2 separate regions of the Rattus norvegicus genome follow, and region 2 is linked to region 1. A link is a contact called in public Hi-C data. All regions are on one chromosome and are shown on one strand. The core of a region is the stretch at or near the end of the contact, and the rest is flanking DNA. Distances in the headings are between cores, read along the strand shown. Region 1 overlaps LOC102549795 (a long non-coding RNA gene). Region 2 has its middle 36 kb from the start of Gsta3l1.

The links. Hi-C and Micro-C count contacts between places; a contact is called where the count stands out from the background.
Region 2: a contact with region 1 is called in a Hi-C map of kidney, with 13 times the contacts expected there. The contact joins two enhancer-like sites. A contact is called at or near these places in 11 of 12 Hi-C or Micro-C datasets (the A7r5 cell line, the Rat2 cell line, frontal cortex and 6 more) and 1 of 1 datasets of contacts at active chromatin or transcription factors (oligodendrocytes).

Annotation. Positions count from the first base shown.
Region 1 is chr9:30,858,066-30,862,100 of GRCr8, forward strand. All of the region lies in intron 2 of LOC102549795 (a long non-coding RNA gene), which reads right to left. It also overlaps a transcript of Paqr8 not described here. Among named protein-coding and RNA genes, the nearest start is that of Efhc1, 12 kb to the right of the region's middle. Within about 2 kb of position 2,101, at least 8 of the 93 cell types and tissues checked have an H3K27ac peak or open chromatin away from gene starts, as enhancers often do.
Region 2 is chr9:31,077,762-31,081,838 of GRCr8, forward strand. No RefSeq gene overlaps it. Among named protein-coding and RNA genes, the nearest start is that of Gsta3l1, 36 kb to the right of the region's middle. Within about 2 kb of position 1,745, at least 68 of the 93 cell types and tissues checked have an H3K27ac peak or open chromatin away from gene starts, as enhancers often do.

The sequences.
Region 1 (4,035 bases), core at 851-3,350:
AGAATCCTGACTTTTGTTTGCCAGGGAAAGTTGTTTTCGTTGTTTCTGGTTTGAGGTGTTTGTTTTGTTTGAGATGGACCTGTGTATCCCAGGCTGGCCTGGAACTCCGGATTGAGTCTCTCGTCACAGTCCGCCAAGGAGTCGGTTGGGATTGATTACAGGCTGCACCAACACCACATCCAATTCTAATAAAACTAATTTCCAAGTTCTTAAAGATGTCAGGGTTACAATTTCAGCCCTTAAGTCTCTCCATAACATAGTGCAAGCCATGGACTGGAAGCTTGAAACAGAGTTCAGAGCCCTGATAGGAGGGCAGTGTGGCCCTCTGTCGCCCTCCATTATTGTTTGGTCACTGCTCTGTAGTTCCACCTGGATCCTCCAGAGGGCGATGTTGTCTTACTCAGTGCTCTCTCAGCGCCTGTTGCCAGGGCTTCGCCACTAGAACTATGTTTTGCTTGGTTAAAGTGTGGAATTCTTTTCTGTCTCTATAAACCTACTTACGTGAGTAATCATTAAACAGATTTTGTACGTGAATATTTTTGTCGTGTTGATCATGTAAAGAAAGCTACCCTCTTGGACCCGCCTGTTCAGGGCTGCCTGGACCCAAAGCTCATTCTAAAGTTGGGTTGTCTTTGGTCTGACACTGGCAGCTGGAAGAGGTTGAACACTACATCCATCTACAACTAGGAAGAGATAAAAAAAACTTTCAAAAATAAGTACTGCTAATTTCTCTACTTGTAGGCAGAGCAAACTACGCTTCGAAGAATCGTAGAGTTGATTTCTCTGCGGATTTCAATAAAATCGCATAAATTTCCCTAACTACGTTACAATCTTATTAAAGACCTTGGCCTTTTGAACTGATGGCCTACATTATTTTGAGATAAAATATGAATTACAAAAGGCAATCTAGAACTTTCAGGAACACAATGCCCACGTCCTTCAGGAAAGGGATGTGGGTGTTCACGTGTTAAGTTTAGAAAAAAAGTCAACTTCTTTTCTCTCAACTTTTCCATGGTCCTTATGCTGTGGTGACTCCAAGCCATAAAATTTCGTTGCTACTTCATAACTGTGATTTTGCTGTTATGAATTGTGGCATCTGTGTTTTCCGACGGTGATCCCTCTGAAAGGGTCGTTTGACCCCAAAAGGGGCCGCGACCCACTGGTTGAGAACTGCTGATCTGGAGGGAATGAGAAAGGCAGGAACGTTTCAAGAACTCATTGTAACGTTCAAAGATTTTTTTTTTTTTTTCCCTTCAGAAAAACTTCAGGGCCCAAGCTAATCACAGACCAGCTCCAAACATCTGCAGTCCTTCGCAGTCCCGCGCAGCCTGCCGCTTTTCACAATCTCACTGGAACTTCTGGTCCGGAACAGCACCTAAGTGGCAGTGGGCGGCACCGTTTCTTCCGCCGTTAGACTGAGCGGATTCCACACCGGTTCTCAGAGTGGTGTGCACTCCTCAGTCAGCCTGAGTGGATCACAAAGTCAGACCCAACGAGTTTCTTAAAATTAGTGTTGGGTCCTTCCGAGAGAAAGTTGTCTGACAATCTTGCCTGACCCTAGATCCTCCTCATGTGTCACTGGGATTGTCCCTTGCCCAAGCTGTCGGGTCCCCCACCCCAACCCACCCCCAGATAAGTGCTAAGAGTAGGAGGATGGAGCTTTACAACAGTCCCTCGGCCTTTCAAGGAGCTGCGCAAACTTCGTAAAGCGGTAGAAGGGTGGGGGGTTTTTTTTGTTTTGTTTTGTTTTTTGCTTTTTAAAAAGCAGTATCTGATTATTGAAGATGATGTAGAAAAGTGAGAAGAAAAGAATCTATAGACTCATTTAATAACCAGTGTTTCTGGGGGGAAGAGGAAAAGCTATCAAAACATTTTTCATTGTAAAATAATGCCGTGCAAAACTTCCTGGGGACGGGGTAAGGAACTAACGATTTTTAAGCAACCAATTGCTTTCATTTCATAAAGTCAAAATCAACAGTGTTCAGTTTACAGGAATACCAAGAGCTCTACTACAGTCCCTTCAGACGTTACACTATGTAGGGTAACCTGATGACGCCGGCTTAGCGAACAAGGTCGGCGGTACACTGGCTCTCCTGTTGAGAGAATTGTATGAACTGCCTCCTCGGACTCAAATGCCCAGCCAGGGCTGTGCTGGAGAGCCTTTCGCTGGATCCCAGCCAGCCCTGGCAGCCCAGTCAGCCCGTGAACTGCGTATGTGAATCCACGGAGAGTCATCCCTTAAACCGCAAGGACTGCCGTGGACCAGGCTTTGCTCTAGCCTGGGACCCAGCAGCAAAGAAAACGCACTATCCCCTTAGTTGTAGAGAAACAGAAAACGGAGTAAATGAAGTATTTGGTGTTAGAAGTAGTCGGTGCCAGGAGAAGAGGGGTGGACTGAAGGGCTGGGGTGAGTGTGCTGGTTTGGTTCGGTTTATTCTATGAGCGTGGTGTTTTGCCTTTAAGTGTGTGTGTGCTTCCAATTTGTATAGGGGCCCACGGAAGCTAGAAAAGGGCGCTGGATCTTCTGAAACTCGAGTTACCGGTGGTTGTGAGACACCACGTGGGTGCTGACAATTGACCCCCGGGGTCCTCTGCAAGAGCCACCGTCAGCTCTTAAGAGCTGAGCCATCACCCCAGCCCCTGTTTGGTTTCGAACCAGAGTCTCACGCAGTACAGATTGGCCTCATGCTTGATGGGTAGCTGAGAATCACCTAGTCGGGCTGCCTACGACTCCAGAGTGCTGTGATCAGAGACTCGGGCTTCCAAGCAAGGCTTTATGCAGTGATTCTGGCCAAAGCCTGGGCTTTCTAATCGCTGGGCAAGTACTTTATCAATTGAGTTGCATCCCCAGACCCATCAGTTGTGAAAGGGAGGCGAGGGCACTGGCTGTGTTTTCTCCACAGTGCGGCAGCTCAGGAGGAGACTGGGGAGAACAGAGTTAGGGGTTAGGACGGAGTACATAAGGCCTTAGGGGGACTTTATTGTAACTTCAGGGAATGTGGGGGCGGCTGATAGGGTCACTCAACTTTGAAATTACCACTTACTCATCATGATTCTACTCCCTTCCATCTACACAAAACCGGGGCACCGTTAAGTTCTTTGACTCGTGGGCCTGGTCCAGCAAGCTCTTGCCTTCCTGTGGGCACACTTCTGGAGATGGCAGATTGTTCCCAGACTATTTTTAAACCGCCCAGGTTGCTAGGTTCCACTTCCTAGAAAGACTTCGAACATTTCCTCATTCTGTTAATATTTGCACTGTACTCTGGGTAATTTTCTGAGCAGACGTGGAATGACACATCGTCAGCAGGGTCTATAAATAACTAAAAGCTTATATGATACTTGACTGACCCTGGGTTTTTTTCTCTCAATCCCTTCCCACGTTCCCCAATAACAAGCCTGTTAGTAGTTTCCATTTTTATTGCCCCTACTGTTCAATAAGGCATTGAGGCATAAATCATGTTAACACAGGAGACTACCTGGTTTGGTAACGGAATCTCACAGAAACTCAGGTCTTTGGATCCAAAGTTCCCACTCCTCCCCTTCAGAATCAAGAGAGCATAGAAAAAAAATGTCCCCCCACATCATCATGTGAACTAGAAAAGCTTTTGAATCTAGAGAAGGGTATGATGTAGATTGCCCCCACATCCCTCGGTAAGTAAAAACAAACCTCTGTGTGCACTTCTCTGCATTTCTGCACACACTGGCCACACTTTTCCACTGTTGGGCTGGCTGATAACCAGAGATGAAATCCCATACATGTTCAGTGCCAGGATTCAGCTATAATCCCCAGAAAGGCTCTCTAGACCATAAACCTGCTTTAAGAACCACCGACTGGTTTCAAATGATCTCTCCATCCGTCTTCAGGAGGCACAACGCTGTAAAGGGCATCCCGTTCGTGTAAACTTGAGCACTATTCCAGGCTGAGCCACCTTCTTTTTCTCAAAGACAGCGAAGGAAATCTGTCATACGTTCCATGGACTGTCTCTTGGCATCCGGTTTTGATATTCGGATAATATCACAGCCTGGCCGTTAGCA
Region 2 (4,077 bases), core at 495-2,994, 220 kb after region 1:
TTTCCTTTCCTAACTGTGCTAGGGCTTAGCTGATTTACTGTGTAGGGTACAACAGGAATCACATGGATTCTCCTTGACCACTCACTCTTGCCATTAACTCATTCTCTCCTACGCTCATGCGATCCAAACATTCTTCCTCTTCTTTGTGTAGCATCCCTGCAATTCTTTTCTGCAGTGCCTTCGTGGTGGCTATGAACCGACTTAGTTTGCCCCTGTTTATCAGTTTGTAAAATAGGTTTGCTGGCTTTGGCGGCTGGAAGTTGAGCCCAGGGAAGGTCCTCTTCCTATATATTTGCAAGTGTGTGATCCCCACAGTGTACAGAGGATTCTTTAAATAGTTTAGACAACATGAGTACAATAGAAACGGAATGTACCTGTTTCCATCTTCTAAGTTTTTAGTTGCTAGGTGAAAGAGATCTTGGAGCAGCTAGCCTGAGACACTTGCTCTTAGAAGGAAGATTACTTTCGCAGAGAGAAAGCTATGTATTCGGGTCCTAATGTTGAAACAATGAGGAATAAGAGGAAGGCTCTCATTTGATTTTGAGTAGGGAAAGAGTGCTGTGAGTCTGAGGAAAGAGAGAAGGCTAGGGTGAGGGTGGACAAGCAGGAGGTAAGAAGGCAAGCAAGGAAAACTGGAAGGCAAAATTCAGGATGCAGATGCCTCCACATCCATGTGTCTTGTTGCCAGTGTTCCTGTAACTCTTCTAGAGTTTGATTCCCTAGGAGCAGCTTAGACTTCCCAGTTCTCAAAAGCAGTCACATTGCTTCCGAAATATGAGAGAGAGAGAGAGAGAGGAGAGAGGAGAGAGAGAGAGAGGAGAGAGGAGAGAGGAGAGAGGAGAGAGGAGAGAGGAGAGAGGAGAGAGGAGAGAGGGGAGAGGGAAGAGGGGAGGGGAGAGGGGAGAGGGGAGAGGGGAGAGGGGAGAGGAGAGAGGAGAGAGGAGAGAGGAGAGAGGAGAGAGGAGAGAGGAGAGGGGAGAGAGGAGAGGGGAGAGAGGAGAGGGGAGAGGGGAGAGAGAGAGAAATAGGTTCAGCAAAGGAATGTCACAAGATTTAATCTACATATTAGATTCCTTTGTGTGTTGGGGGAAATTTGTTTATTCCCCCACTCTACCAACCCTGGATTCCTGGACTTCCTCAATACCAGGACTACTGCTGTATGACAGAGGGCAGAAGGTTCGTCCTGTTTTCAGGCAAAACGCGAGGCACAATTTCATGTCGATTTAAGGTTCTTTTCTGGGAACTAATTCCCCTGGACACGCAAGACTCCAAATGCTTTCCAACGGTGGCGTTCTGTGCCATTCCTCCCAGACATCTACTGGCTATCCTGCTCTCACAGAGTAAAGCGGATCATGATGCTATGCCCACACCTGCCAAGGTAGTGAGCTGTACGGGCACTTGGGCTTTATCAACTTGGACTCTGACTGTGGACATACTACTTCACCTCTTAGAACGCCAGCTCTCTCCGCTGAAAATAGTAACAATTTATAGACAGCGTGCACGTTGTTTGGCTCCAAAGTTTCCACCAGGGTCCCTTGAAAGAAAAACTTCCCAGCTAGAGATCTTTCTTCCTTCTGTGATCCAGCTGATAATGCAACGGATAATGTACGTGCTGCAAGTGTCAGCCAGCCCAGTAGGGGGCAGCAAAATCCATTCTGGATTTAGGAGCAGCCATTCTCAGGGTCGGACTCTCTAGGCGGCTGAGCAATACCCACACTCCTGGGAGGGGCTCGATGAGATGACTACGCATGCGCGCTGCGGGCTTAGCCCGGGCCCCTTCCCCGGGTTTGAGGGGGATGAGCTGCAGCCTGGGAGTGCGGCTGCGCTGAGATTGCTTCCGGAATGAGGTGTTGCGCTTGCAAGCCGCTCTTTCTGCCCCCACCACAGTCTCTGGCTTAGGACAGCAGATGTATATATTCGTCCCACAGTGCTGACTTCCCTGTTGTCTTGCTAAGGTGCAGAAATAAAAGGGACTTTGCTGTCCCTCCCTGACCACAGACCAGGGTGTCAAGACTGTCCCCCATCCTCCTGCCACCTGCGGACAATGTTTTGACTTTCTAATTCACAGACCTAACTCTCCTAGGCCTTCCACCTTCCTAGTGTCAGAGTCTTGGGGAAGGTTGCAGAGTGAGCTCATGAATTCCGATATTCCAATCTTGTCAGAATCATGCAGGCGTCGCTGGGAAATGTCTTTTGTGTCCAGGAAGGACAAGGGAACGTCTTGGTTAAAGCCTCAGCATGTAAAATGCGCATGCAAAGTTAGAGCCATTAAAGACCTTGCCTAGTTTTCACAGCTCATCAGTAGTTGTATCAGTTTGAAGCCAGGGGCAGTCACTTCTCCCTCCCCTGCCTTAGGCTAGGGAGGGAGCAGACAGGTGCGATGGAGAACGCGCTTCCCTTGCTCTAGTCTCTTTTCCACTTACAACCAGAGCAGTTTTTCAAAAATCACTCTGAATGGCGTTACCTTTCTTTAGATCCTTTTAAGTCCCCATTGCCTACCAGATGTTTACATTATGGTTCATAGCAGTAGCAAAGTTATAGTTATGAAGTAGCAACGAAAATAATGTTATAGCTGGAGGTCACCGCAACAAGAGGAACAGTATTAAAGGGTCCCACGCAGCATTAGGAAGGTTGTGATCGACTGCTTTAGAGTATTGGAGACCCTTGCGGTTGGAAACTCGACTACTCTTTGGAGTTCTTCTAACTGGCAGGACTTGCAGTTTCTAGGCCATGGCGCTCATAGCTCTTTTAGTCTTCCGTCCTCTTTCAGTTTCTGCATTCTGGAACTCCGTCATCCCCTGTTTCTTTCAGAGAAGGGGTCTCATGTAGTCCATGCTGGCCTTGAACTTGCTCTAGCCATGGGCAGCCTGGAACTTGTGGTCCTCCTTTTTCTACTTCTCAAGTGCTGGGATTATAGGGCTGACACCATCATGTTTAGTTTTATGTAATATTAGAGCTTGGACGTAGGGCCATGTGCACGCGAGATAAGCCTTCTTCTGTCAACAGAAAGCTACATTCTTAGCCCTTCAGCCTCAACTTTTTGTCCCCTCCCCCACGTTTTTGTTTTTGTTTTTTGTTTTTTTGCCTTCTCTATATTTCTACAATCCTTCTCTTATTGTCCTGACTGTTCCCTTGAACTGCTCCCAAGAACTTGAAACTGTCTTTTATTGTCCTGACTGCTTTCTCTTACCGCAGTGGGAGGCAGCCACCCTTTGTCTCTTTACTGCTGTTGCTGCTCTTGCAAAATGACTGGTTAACTCGTCCCTTTCAAGGCTGTAATTAAAACTTGGAGCATTTCAGTTAGATTTCGATTTGTCTACGTGGTTGGCTTTTCCAAGGACCTGAGTTGTGTGGTTTCTGTGAACATAACACAGGCTACAGCAGTTGCTAAACTCAGTTTTGAGCTCAGCTAGAAGGCAATGCTTGTTAAAAAAAAAAAAAAAAAAAAAAAAAAGCAACCAGTTGGCGAACCGGAGTCCTTTCTTGCTGTGTTCCAAACAAGATACAGAACTCCCAGTCAAATAGGGACTTAAGACAAACAGAAGGAACAATCCGAGTACGTCAGAATGTCTCAAACACTGCACGGACCGTATTTATACCAAAGTGTTGTTTCTCTGTAATATACATGAACACGAGTGTCTAGAATTTTATCTAATTTGTGTAGCAACTGTTGGCGTGCTTCCCTTTTCAGCCCGACCCTCAGGACCTGGCCTTCACGTAAGTTGTTGACCCTGATTAATGTGTTTTACCTGCAGCTGCTGTGGTAGTTTCTCAGTTTAGACGTTCCTTGAATTACTTGGACATTACTTATTTGATATCAGCTTCTACCTCAGATTTTGAGCTACAGGGGCTGAGCTTTCATCTTTTGTGAGTTAAATCCCCATAGTTTTGAGAGAGCTTTGGGATCCTTCCCTTTCTCCGGGGCACTAGGCGGATGTTAAGCACCTTAAAGCCCTGGTAAAAATCAGTAATGCCGGTTAACAATACAGCCTTCAGGTTCTGACTGTAAGCACACTTGCTCCTTTTCATGCTCCTGGGAATAAGCAAAGTTCTTTTTGTGCCTTTTACACAAAAGAA